Linked DNA regions of Capsicum annuum: all the other regions are linked to region 3. Evidence: chromatin contacts called from public Hi-C data. All regions are on one chromosome and are shown on one strand. The core of a region is the stretch at or near the end of the contact, and the rest is flanking DNA. Distances in the headings are between cores, read along the strand shown. Region 1 has its middle 130 kb from the start of LOC107869592. Region 2 holds the start of LOC124897881. Region 3 holds the start of LOC124898031.

Region 1 (3,709 bases), core at 537-3,036, 130 kb before region 3:
GTTAAATATGGGCAGTAAAATGATTTGTATATGTATTTTTATAGCAACAGTTTGTTAAAATACAAAATACAAGTTGCTACTTAAAGTAATTATAAAAGTGTTGCTATGAATCTCATAATTATGGTCTTAAGTATGCTATTTGTGAATTTTGCCCCTTTACGTTCAAAAAAACGTATTCCCACTAGGCATAAATTCATATCCGGACATAACTTATAGGATATAATGATATAAAAATTTAACTTATGCCTCATGAAAAAATTATCCGTTATGAGGGGTAAAAAATTTAAAGACCAACATATTAATCTATATCTATATCTATAATATGTTAAAAGTGTGAAGTTTCTTATAAATGTTGTTTGGACATTTTTCCATTCATTAAAAGTCTTTGCTTTAGTTAAAATCATTTTTTCACTATTTTTTCTAATATTTAAGAATGGATAATTAATTAAATATATTTATGCTAAAACCTTTTCTTATTAGAATTCATCATAATTAATGATAATTAATACTTTTTTTATTAGTTTAAAAAATTTAAATCAACTTAATTTGATTTTTTAAAAAAATTTAAAAAGTCTATAAATCTACATCTACATCTATAATCTACATCTACATCTATAATTTATTAAATTCATTAACCACTTGAAACTTCTGGTGGTAAAATATATATGTGTTTACAATAAAAAAAAAATTGAACTTTTTGCACTTCATTACAAATCCCTGCAATAGATAAAATCATTTAATTTTAAATAATTAAAAATTACACGTGCGAGGCACGTGCGGCTAAACTAGTACGGACAAAAGTGCAAATGAACTCAATTTGAAAGTGAAAAAACAACCCAAGTTACAACGGAATCTCAGTCAATTTAAAAGCTTTTGCTGGGAGTTTTGATACATATAACTTACATGACCACTAATATAAATTAGACTTCAATCAATTTAGTCTTAGATTTAGAAGTTCGTGAAGGATATAAACTTTAAAATATAGCTAGCTAATTAAAGTTTAATGTTTTACTTCTTGAACCAAAACTCGTAATAATGGAATTTAATTTCTTATTTTACTTTCTTGTCTTTAGATTAAACTATTTATGAATATTTAACCAACTTGTTTGTGATATTATTCGGTACATTCTGCTTCTAGTCATTATGCTATTCGAGAAGCATTCATCCAATCTTCCCTTTGTCTTTGGTTGAGATTGAGGGTGAGGACGTTCAATCATGTCAAAAACTACATAATTGACAAGGGCATAATTTTATTTCTTAATCAAACCGACACGCAAGGTTATGTTTGATCCTAAATTCAGCCCATACCATTATCGTACCAATTTTTATTTTTATTTTTATCAAAGAGCGACCATTTGGCCATTTATTAAAAAAACAAAAGGAAAAAAGATATTCAATGACCATTTTGGAAACAAATGGTCAACATTTAATCAATTTGTTAAATTATGATCCGTCGATCAATTTATTGTCATTTAATGGTTATTAAATTACTTTGGCCTTTCCCTTCCTTCTTGGGCCATTCTAGCACATCATGTAATTTCCAATTTGTAGCCATTAATACATATGGTCCAAATACCATAAAGTTAGCTTAATTAAGTCGGCAATTTATCTTCTTCAATTTATTATTATATTTTCCTCTTTTTTAAAAAAATAACTCAACCCATAACCATTTTTTTTTTCTTATCTTTCTCCAATCCTTCATAGAAAAGAAACCACATAAGTCCTTTGATCAGCAGAAAGGATAAGACTTGAACAAGTGTGCCTGTGTTGATTGGTGTAACAATTGTACAAGACTTATATGCATGTATGGAAAAACAAGGTAAACTGAGGCAAAACAAACATGCAATAGAAATCGCTGCCTTCTAATTATGGGTTGCAAGCGGCTAGATTTGATCATTTGATACAATCACCTCTTTCTTTGCTTTCCCCATTTTCAAAGTGAGATTATAAGGAGGATATGTATATAATTTGATTTACTACGATTTTCTTATTTATTAAAATGTGTATAGAAATTCTATAATCACTATTCATATATGTATAAGATTTAAATAAAAATTGCATAGCATGTGTATAGAACTTGTATGGTTGTTGTATAGAATATGTATCTAAGTAATTATTTCAAATAAAGGTTGTATAGAATATATATATAAAAATTGTAAAATTATTGTATAGAATATGTATAGCATAGAAATTGTATAATTGTTGTATATAAAATGCATTTGTATATGATATGTATATAAATTGTATCATTATTATATAAATTATGTATCTGTGTAGGATATGTACAGAAATTGTATAATAATTGTATACAATATGTATCTGTTTCAAGTATCAAAGATGTCTATATTTACTATTAAAGATGTAAGTATACATTATCTTTTTATTCTATTTTAAAAAATATATTTTTTTGTTTTTAATTATTAGAAGGAAAAAAAAAGTTTTTTCCTTTTTAAAAAAAGGGTTGCGAAAAAAAGAACGAAAAGGAACAACGATTTTTCTTTTAAAAGATAATTGCAATAAAAAATTTTAAAAAAAGAAATAGAAAAACAAAGAAACCAAAGGAGCAGTGAAAAAGATCAAAAACGATTGTTCTTTAACCAGCAAAAAACGGTTAAAAGGCTAAAAAGAGGGATATCAAATTTAACAGCTAATTCAGTGGCATTATTTTTCACCAAAGTGATATTCTTGTCCTTCTCCCAAAACAAATGATAAAGGAAATTTGTACAAAGAAACTTAGATCCGGCAAGACCCAAGCCTAATTACTCTAAGAAAAAACTAAAAAATAAAGATGTCAGCCAAAAGACTTTCTAATATTAAAGGCAAAAAAAGGAAAAGTGGAAAGTACAGACACTATTCTTCTTCTTCACATCTCCGATCCCTTGTCTTCACTTTGTATATTTTTTTGATGTTGTCATCAATCGCATCTAACCAGGTAATCTTCCATCATTTCTGAGCAATCTTGTTGTTCCTCTCTCTTGTTTGATCTTGTGCTTCAAACAATCTTAACTTTAAAATAAGCCGCTTTGAACCAAATACAACTCAAGCCTTAAACTCTCACCAGGTGCTGTGTATTCAGGTTCGATTGGAGCTATCTCCAAACAGTGCTTATTGGTTTTCAGGTATTTGAACTCAGTTCTGTTAATGAAAGCTTTATTCTGAGGTACTACACTCATAACTTCATCTATTATCATCAAGAGAATGAACTCCATTTGGGGGTTGATACAACTCTATCAGATTCTAGATGAGTTAATTATATGTACCTATTTTCTTCCATACCTTGTATTCTTTTGTTGTATTTCTTGTTTCTACTGCATGTACTTGTCACTGATTCTTGAATGTCCCTTTAATGCTTGGGAATCTCTTTTGATGCTTTATTCCGAATGTGTTGTTAATCTGGAGCTTTTTTCTTCATCCTCTTAATTCTTAATTATGGAATTTGTTGCTTGTCTAAAATTGTTATGCATTTTGCCTCTTGTGGTAATCCTTCAAATGAGTTATAAACTTGTGTACCTGCAAAATTAAAATACTTGTTAGTTAAAAAATCTGTCAAAAATTTTCCTTTTCTTTAAGTGTGAATAATATGCAACCGTCCTCCTTTCATGTAGTTTTTTATTCTCCCGATTATCATCACAATTTTTCTTAAAAAATCTCAATCTCCTCTCTCTATCTTCATGAGTGCTAAGAAATTAGTTTCTAGGATGAGTGGTAA
Region 2 (3,696 bases), core at 585-3,084, 180 kb after region 3:
TGAAAAATAAACACCTTTAAACCCATAGCATTATGTATTTCTATCTGCCCTGCATTAGCAGTGATTTGATATTCCACTAGAATACGTTTGCTGGTTAAATCCACACTTAAATGAGATTCCAAAACATCGTGTAGCTCAACGAATGTTGCTGATGTGCTCAACAGTATAGCATCAGTGACATATTTTTTGAAGTTTTTTTCATACGTCCATCGACCAGAGTGCTTCACAAGGACTGGTATGCTTCCCATTTCTACTTGATTTAACCAAAAATGCAATCAAAGTTACGCAGCCAACATAAGATATACATTTAAACAAAAATTGTTTAAAGTAAAATACAAACACAACAAAAGTTTTCAACCAAATATAGAAACTACTGAATCTAACGAAAGTTAAACATGGATAAATTATATTTTCACATATACAGTTATACTCTCAAATTCCGAAAAGCAAAACAAAAATACATATGCAGTTTTAACATTAAGCATATAAAAAATACATATGCAGTATTAACATTAAACATCATAAAAATACATCTGAAACATACCTAATTTGTATGTTGATATGTGTCAACACAAACTACAAAATACTGAATCAAACGAAAGTAAAACATGTATAAAATCTATTTTCACATATATAGTTACACACTCAAATTCCTACAAGCAAAACAAAAATACATATGCACTGTGAACATTAGTCATATAAAAAATGCATACGGAGTGTTAACATTAAACATAACAAAAATACATCTGGAACATACCTAATTTGTATTTTGATATGTGTCAATATAATTTCATCACATTCAACCGCTGAATTCGATCATTCATTGATCTAGGATTTCAAAAATTAATTGAATAAAATTCAAATCGAAATTCGTTTAAATTATGTTCATAATCGATTATACAATAAAGTTAACATATTCTAGTTGAATACTGAAATTTTAATACCTGAAACAACTTCTAAACTGAAATTTTGCAACAAATAGTTAAATTCACTATTCTTTTTGTTATGTATGTTGAATCTACTACTGCATTGCTTATAACTAGAATTTTTTTTACAATTTTTTCATAAAAAAATTTAACGTCGACAACAAAAAACTAGATAGCAACATTAATAATGGTAGAGACAAAAAATCGAAATGGAAAACATTGATGATTACGTACCTTAGACTACGATAATGGTTGAATTTGCAACTGATAGTTAATTCGAACAAATTGAACTGAAGAATCTGCACTTGAATTTGATTTAAACAAATTAATGATTCGTTTCGAAACTGATGCTGATTTCGAAGAAGATACTATCAAATTAGAAGAAATTGCTCAGAAAAACTAACACCAAATTTTGAATTTGTGTTTTTTTCCTGATGAACTCGTTAATGGAGAAAATTGAAATTTGAAAATTGTTTACTGCTGTTAAGCTGTAACGGAAATCACGTGATTGAAGTTGTTTTAATGAAAAACGAACCTACAAATTTAATTAATTGGTAATTATACCATATTTATCTCAACCAATTTCAGTTATTTAAGGGAAGTCAAAATATTTGTATATGTATTTTTATAGCAGCATTTTTTTAAAAATACAAAATAGAAGTTGCTACAAAATGTAATTATGAAACTGTTGCTATAAAACTAATAATTAGGGCCTTAAGTATGTGAATTTTTTCCTATTTAGATTTAACCAAATTTAAGAGTTTAATACAAGCACATAAACCAAGTATGAATTACAAAAATGAATGGAGAAAATTTGAAGTTTGGGCCTCTTATCTGCCTATTTTCTGAAGGAAAAATTTCAGAAATAGCAACTCTGTAGCCTTAATTATACCTTTTATAGCAACAGTTTCATAATTATGAAAAATTGCAAATTGTATTTGTATTTAAGTAAAATGTTGCTATATAAATACATATACAAATATATATGTATTACTCATAAATACATATGAACAATTGAAAAATACATATTCTTCTATTACTATGAAGTGTGTAAAATATTGCTACCTTTGCTATAAGTTGTAATTTTAAAAAAGTGTTGTTATTTATTGTAATTATAGTCTTAAGGATGTTAGTTTCTGCAATTTTTCCTTTTCTGAAAGTTGTCCATATGTTGGACTCATGGACTTGGTCCATTATCACTGTGTATATCAATTGTATATCAGTAATATTCTTTGCTCACTTTCCTGTATATCAAATGTATACAACTTGTATACTTGGCCACCTATACTTGTATATTTGATCTCCCATATGTATACTATCCTCCTTTCTTCATTTTTAGTCTATCTTGCGCATTAGCTCTTTTGCGTCGAATATGACTCGAAGATAGTTGGGTTTTGGCCCAACGAAAAAGCAATAGGGAAATTGGGGTCTTCTTAGGACTCATCAGCTTCACGTGAAAGGCAAAAGATAATGTAAAACAAGTTAGTGTAAAGTTCAAAATAATTCAACTTAAATTAACTCAGAAAAATTGAACACCAAAGCAAATAATCGGAGAAAGGGGTGACATGAGGTATAATATTTGTGTTCAAAATTTTCCAGAGAAAGACATTAGCCCTGTTAATGAGTTATTCTTTCAATGAATCATTGCTACACATTTTAAATAACTACACAATAGACTCCAAGAAAGGATAATGATCGACTCTAAGCTAAATTGAACTATGCATATTAAGAAAATTTCTATTCAATCACAAAAAATTGGGGAAATGAATAGAATAGAAGGGACGGGAGCTTACATCCTTAGAAGAGTGTTCATTTAAGTTATCAAAGGCAACAAAAGCACTATCCAAACCAAAGCAAACATCATGTAATTTCAGCAAAAGAATATTTTTCTTAGCCACACAACCGGGTATAAAGAAAACTGTTTCACAGGCCAATCATTGAGATACTTATTTAGATAATAATATCAACTGGGAACAGACGAGGAAAGTTATATGATCTTGTGCATACTTATGGTTAATTATTTTACAAAATATCTTCAGATCATCACATAGAGAGGAAGAAAAGGGACGAGAATACACTCAAACAATCATATACTCTTTAAGCAAACACTTTAAACATGGTAACAAATTTACCATATCCGAGATGTCTTTGCAACCAAATTGCTGAAATACATTTACTGTCAAAGTTTGGAATTAGGAAGAGACAGAAGAAACACAGATGACACGTAAACACTTTACAAGCTGATTGAAAGGTTTTATGGACGAATTACCCATATTAAAACTAGAACATTTCATTATTTTACCAATAAAGCATCAGAATAGCAAGCCAAAAATTTCTTCAAGTACAAATTAAATCAGTGAACGTAATCAAAATATGAGCAAGACTCTAACTTCGTTCTGGTAAAGCGGTAATAGAAAAGAAAGAAAGCGTGAGGCTAGGTGTGAGCTAACTCTATTATTAAAACATGTATTTCAAACCAAGCCAATTGAAGCAATAACAAAATCAAACATGAAAGTAGGCAAAACCAATCTTATGATGACAAAAGAGAGATCATGACATTTCCAAAAATATAATTTATGTAGAATCCAACAGTGATTGCCAACAATATTAACTGTGAGAAGGACATTTCGAACTTAAGAAAACTTGTTCTAACGGACTAGAAACAAGTACGAAAAATCCCAGTAAATCAAAACGACACCTTATAAATTTGTTTACAATCAATCAGTTCAAGTGAAAAAGAAAGCAAGGTAAAAGATGAATTTCATACTAA
Region 3 (3,582 bases), core at 668-3,167:
AGTCCATTATGCCTTCTTAATGTCTGTAGCCTCCTCTATCATCCCTAGGTGCTTAAATAGGGAAGAAATTCAGTGAGTAAATTCTTCAGTATATAATTAACCTCCATTTCCATGGCTTTAGAAAATTGAGTACTGGAAGTGTAGAGATAGCGTGCAATGATAGAACATTACTCCACAATATTGCAATGATCACTTAATTTGAGTTAGTAATAAGCTAATTTTGTAGTCAATTTTGAGAGTGGTTGTATTGAACAAGCATAAGAATGAGTTGAAATTAGAGTAAAAAAGATATGGTAAGACTTTACTCTTGTGCAGCGAACACAGGGAGCATCACATTGCAGCCACGTGAGGTCGCTGCCAGTGTCAGGATCAAGGAAATAAGGCCTTGAAGGCTGCCCTATATTGACCTGAACATAGTAATAACTGCAGAAGAAAACTAATTCAATCAATTTAACTTAGAAAAGGAAAATAGGGATTACAGTCTTCCTATATACCAAAGAACATTTCAAAATTCCTTTGGGAAAATGGATGGTCCATATGAAGTCCATACAAATAGTGCAAATAAATTCAGCAATGTAAATAGCATCATTGCATACCCAACGGGATAGACATTGCCATAGAGTGGTAGGACAATTGAAGAAGAGACAACTGGATTGACCACTGATGAAGAAGCTACAGAACTAGAAGACATCCATTTCCACCATTTCTTCTGCTGACTATCCCCATAACCTCCCTCTCCTCCTCCTCCTCCTGCTGCTGCTGCTGAAACAATAACAACTACAAAGATCAACATCCCAAGAATTTTTCCTCCCCCCATATCTCTCCTTCCTATAGTAAGAAAAAACTTCTATTTCTTAATTAATTCAGCAAAATCTTGCCTTATATATTTCTCAAAAGAAATTCCCACCCAATAGAAAAGTCTTAAGTGGATTCTTTGGAAGGGTTTTTAATTTACTTGTGAACTGAGGTTTGGTTTGGCATTGCTTGGATTCCTCAGTTTACTCCTTTGTCTTGTATTAAAAGACATTTGGGAGTACATAATCTATTATTTTTTTCTTGAATAAATTAACTGTATCTCTAAATTCTCAATCACAAACTCAAAGAAATCAACGCCATCTTTAACAATTGAATTGTATATGACATGCACACTTGACAAAAATATTTCATTTGGCAGTTGTCTGCGATTCATTCAACGGGATTAAATTTGAAGATTCATAATGCCCTTTAAGAATGTCGAGTTGCAAACAGTTTAAAGTATTGAAAATTATGCTAAGGGATTAAATGTAAATTGTTTTTGGTGCTTTTTTCAAGTAGTTTCTTTTCTTCTTAACCTTCAAATTGAGTCATGGTTTTATTTCCACATTGAGAATACATAACCATGTACAAAGAGGGCTGAGCGTGACCTTCTACTACTGTTGGCAAGGAGAAGATCCATCCTTCACTCTCCATTAGCAGCAGAAAGAAAGAAAAATGGTAAGCAAGAGAGGATTTTGAAGACAAATTAGGCTCTGACATAAAAGAAAAAAGTAGTTTGAAACTTCACATGTTTCCCTCATTGTGCCACGTGGAACAAATCCAAGCTTCCAAGAGAAGTTTGATAGATGAATTATTCACCATGGATGAAAATGCTTTGGACATAATATACATAATATAGACGCGTAAGCAGCACATACAGGAGAACATAGTTTGTTATCAGTTTGTTATGAAGTTAGAATATATTGTATAGGATTGGGACAAGTGTAAGCATTTTTCTTTTGTATTTTTCTTTGTACAAACACTTGTATAAAAGGATACACATGATCAATAAAAAGATTATCAGAAAAATTTCCACAATTTTTTCTTCAATTTCTTTCATGGTATCAAAACAATGAGCTCGATCCATCAAATTTACAATCAAAGTTTTTCAAATCACTAAAAATGACTGAAGAAGTAAGTAGCAAAAACTCTGCAAGCAGCAGTGTTCATCTTCCTGCAACAAGTGTGGATTTCAATCACCTTTACTATTGTCATCCATCTGATGCTCTTGGGATGAATCTGATCAGCTCGGTGTTTGATGGAAGGAAATTTTCAAGATGGAGAAAATCCATTTTGATAGCACTTTCAGTCAAGAGGAAGCTTGGTTTCATCAATGGCAATTGTCAAATGCCAGATCTAACTTCACCAGATTTCTCTCAATTGAGTTGCTGCAATGATATGGTGATTTCTTGGTTATTGAATGCATTATCCAAGGACATTGCAGATAGTATTATCTATTCCACTACTGCTAAGGAGTTGTGGGACAGTCTTGAGCAAAGATTTGGCAAATCGAATGGAGCCAAACTCGTTCACCTTCAAAAGGAATTGAGCATATTAGTTCAAGGAAATTCTAATGTATCAGGATATTTTACAAAGATGAAAAGAATCTGGGATGAACTAGATTCTTTGAATGTAGACATAGTGTGTTCCTATGTGTGCACATGTGAAGGAAAAACAAAATTATCCAAATCCCTCCAAGATCAAAGACTGATTCAATTTTTAATGGAGTAAATGACATATATGCACAGGCAAGTGGTAACATATTGATGATGAAATCTTTGCCAGGATTAGATGTCACATATTCATTATTGTTACAGGATGAAAATCAAAGAGAGATCTATGTTAATGAACAAATTTTTTCTGAATCATCATCTTTCATGGTGACAAATCAAGGGAAACAAAATGTCAAAGGAGGAAATCAGTTTTCCAGGAATGGAAATGTAAACCAATTGTAGAGAAATACAGGTGGATATCAGAAGTCTATTGTATACCCCCAAAGACCTAGTAACTCTCAATATAAGCCCAAAGAAAGAAGGGCCAAATACAACCCTAATGTGACTTGAACATATTATTTAAGCGGGGACATGGGATGGAAGACTGTTTTAGGCTAGTAGGTTTTCCTGATGACTTTGAGTTCACAAAAGGAAAAAATATTGTGGTTAAAGGAAATGCAGCATTCACAGGGGAAGATAGTCATGAGATTGGTGAAAATTACATAAAAGAAGAGAGAAGCAGTACTTGTCAATTCTACAATGATAGGGGTAATAGGTCATTCTAGCATTTCAACAAAGGGCAAAGGGCGGAAATTGTTCAAATGATGAAGGAGATGCAGATTTCACAATCAATTCTTAGTGCAAAAATCAGTGCAAATGCAGTAGCTGGTACAATTCTTAAATATTCAGGGACATGTTTTTCAGTTTTTAACTCTACAACCTGGATCATTGACTCAGGAGCATCAGAGAACATGTGTTTTGATGCTTTTTCTTTTTCTTCTATGACCCCTCCATATTACTTTAAACATTAGTTTACCTAATTCTTTCAAAGTAACTGTCACTCACATACGAAGTGTTTCTATTCTTCCCAATCTCACTCTTAGTAATGTTTTGTATGTTCCAATCACTACAAAAAAAACAGCATTTAGCGACACGACATATTCGTCGCTATCATATAAAAATTCATCGCTAAATAGAAATAGCAACGGAAAATGTTATGTCGCTATATTGCTCGTTGCTAACCTCATAGCGACAAAAATTTAAATTCTGTTGCAAAATTTGTGACCAATTAGCG

What was found. A called contact is a pair of places that touch in the nucleus more often than the background predicts.
Region 1: a Hi-C map of leaf shows a contact between it and region 3, with 1.7 times the contacts expected there. The contact joins the enhancer-like site here to the promoter of LOC124898031 in region 3. A contact is called at or near these places in 2 of 5 Hi-C or Micro-C datasets (bud and leaf).
Region 2: a Hi-C map of leaf shows a contact between it and region 3, with 2.6 times the contacts expected there. The contact joins the promoter of LOC124897881 here to the promoter of LOC124898031 in region 3. A contact is called at or near these places in 2 of 5 Hi-C or Micro-C datasets (bud and leaf).

The regions. Positions count from the first base shown.
Region 1 is chr4:190,666,660-190,670,368 of UCD10Xv1.1, forward strand. No RefSeq gene overlaps it. Among protein-coding and RNA genes, the nearest start is that of LOC107869592, 130 kb to the right of the region's middle. Within about 2 kb of position 1,787, at least 1 of the 5 cell types and tissues checked has an H3K27ac peak or open chromatin away from gene starts, as enhancers often do. A contact at or near this core is called in leaf, where this site is marked.
Region 2 is chr4:190,978,433-190,982,128 of UCD10Xv1.1, forward strand. LOC124897881 reads right to left here and starts at 1,835. Exons shown (of 2, transcript XM_047411466.1): 1 at 1,161-1,835; 2 at 1-250. The coding sequence starts at 248.
Region 3 is chr4:190,800,323-190,803,904 of UCD10Xv1.1, forward strand. LOC124898031 reads left to right here and starts at 1,918. Exons shown (of 2, transcript XM_047411646.1): 1 at 1,918-2,427; 2 at 2,544-2,750. The coding sequence starts at 1,918. The coding sequence ends at 2,750. LOC107869592 (aspartic proteinase Asp1) reads right to left here and starts at 1,510. Exons shown (of 9, transcript XM_047410884.1): 1 at 1,404-1,510; 2 at 597-762; 3 at 306-423. The coding sequence starts at 1,449.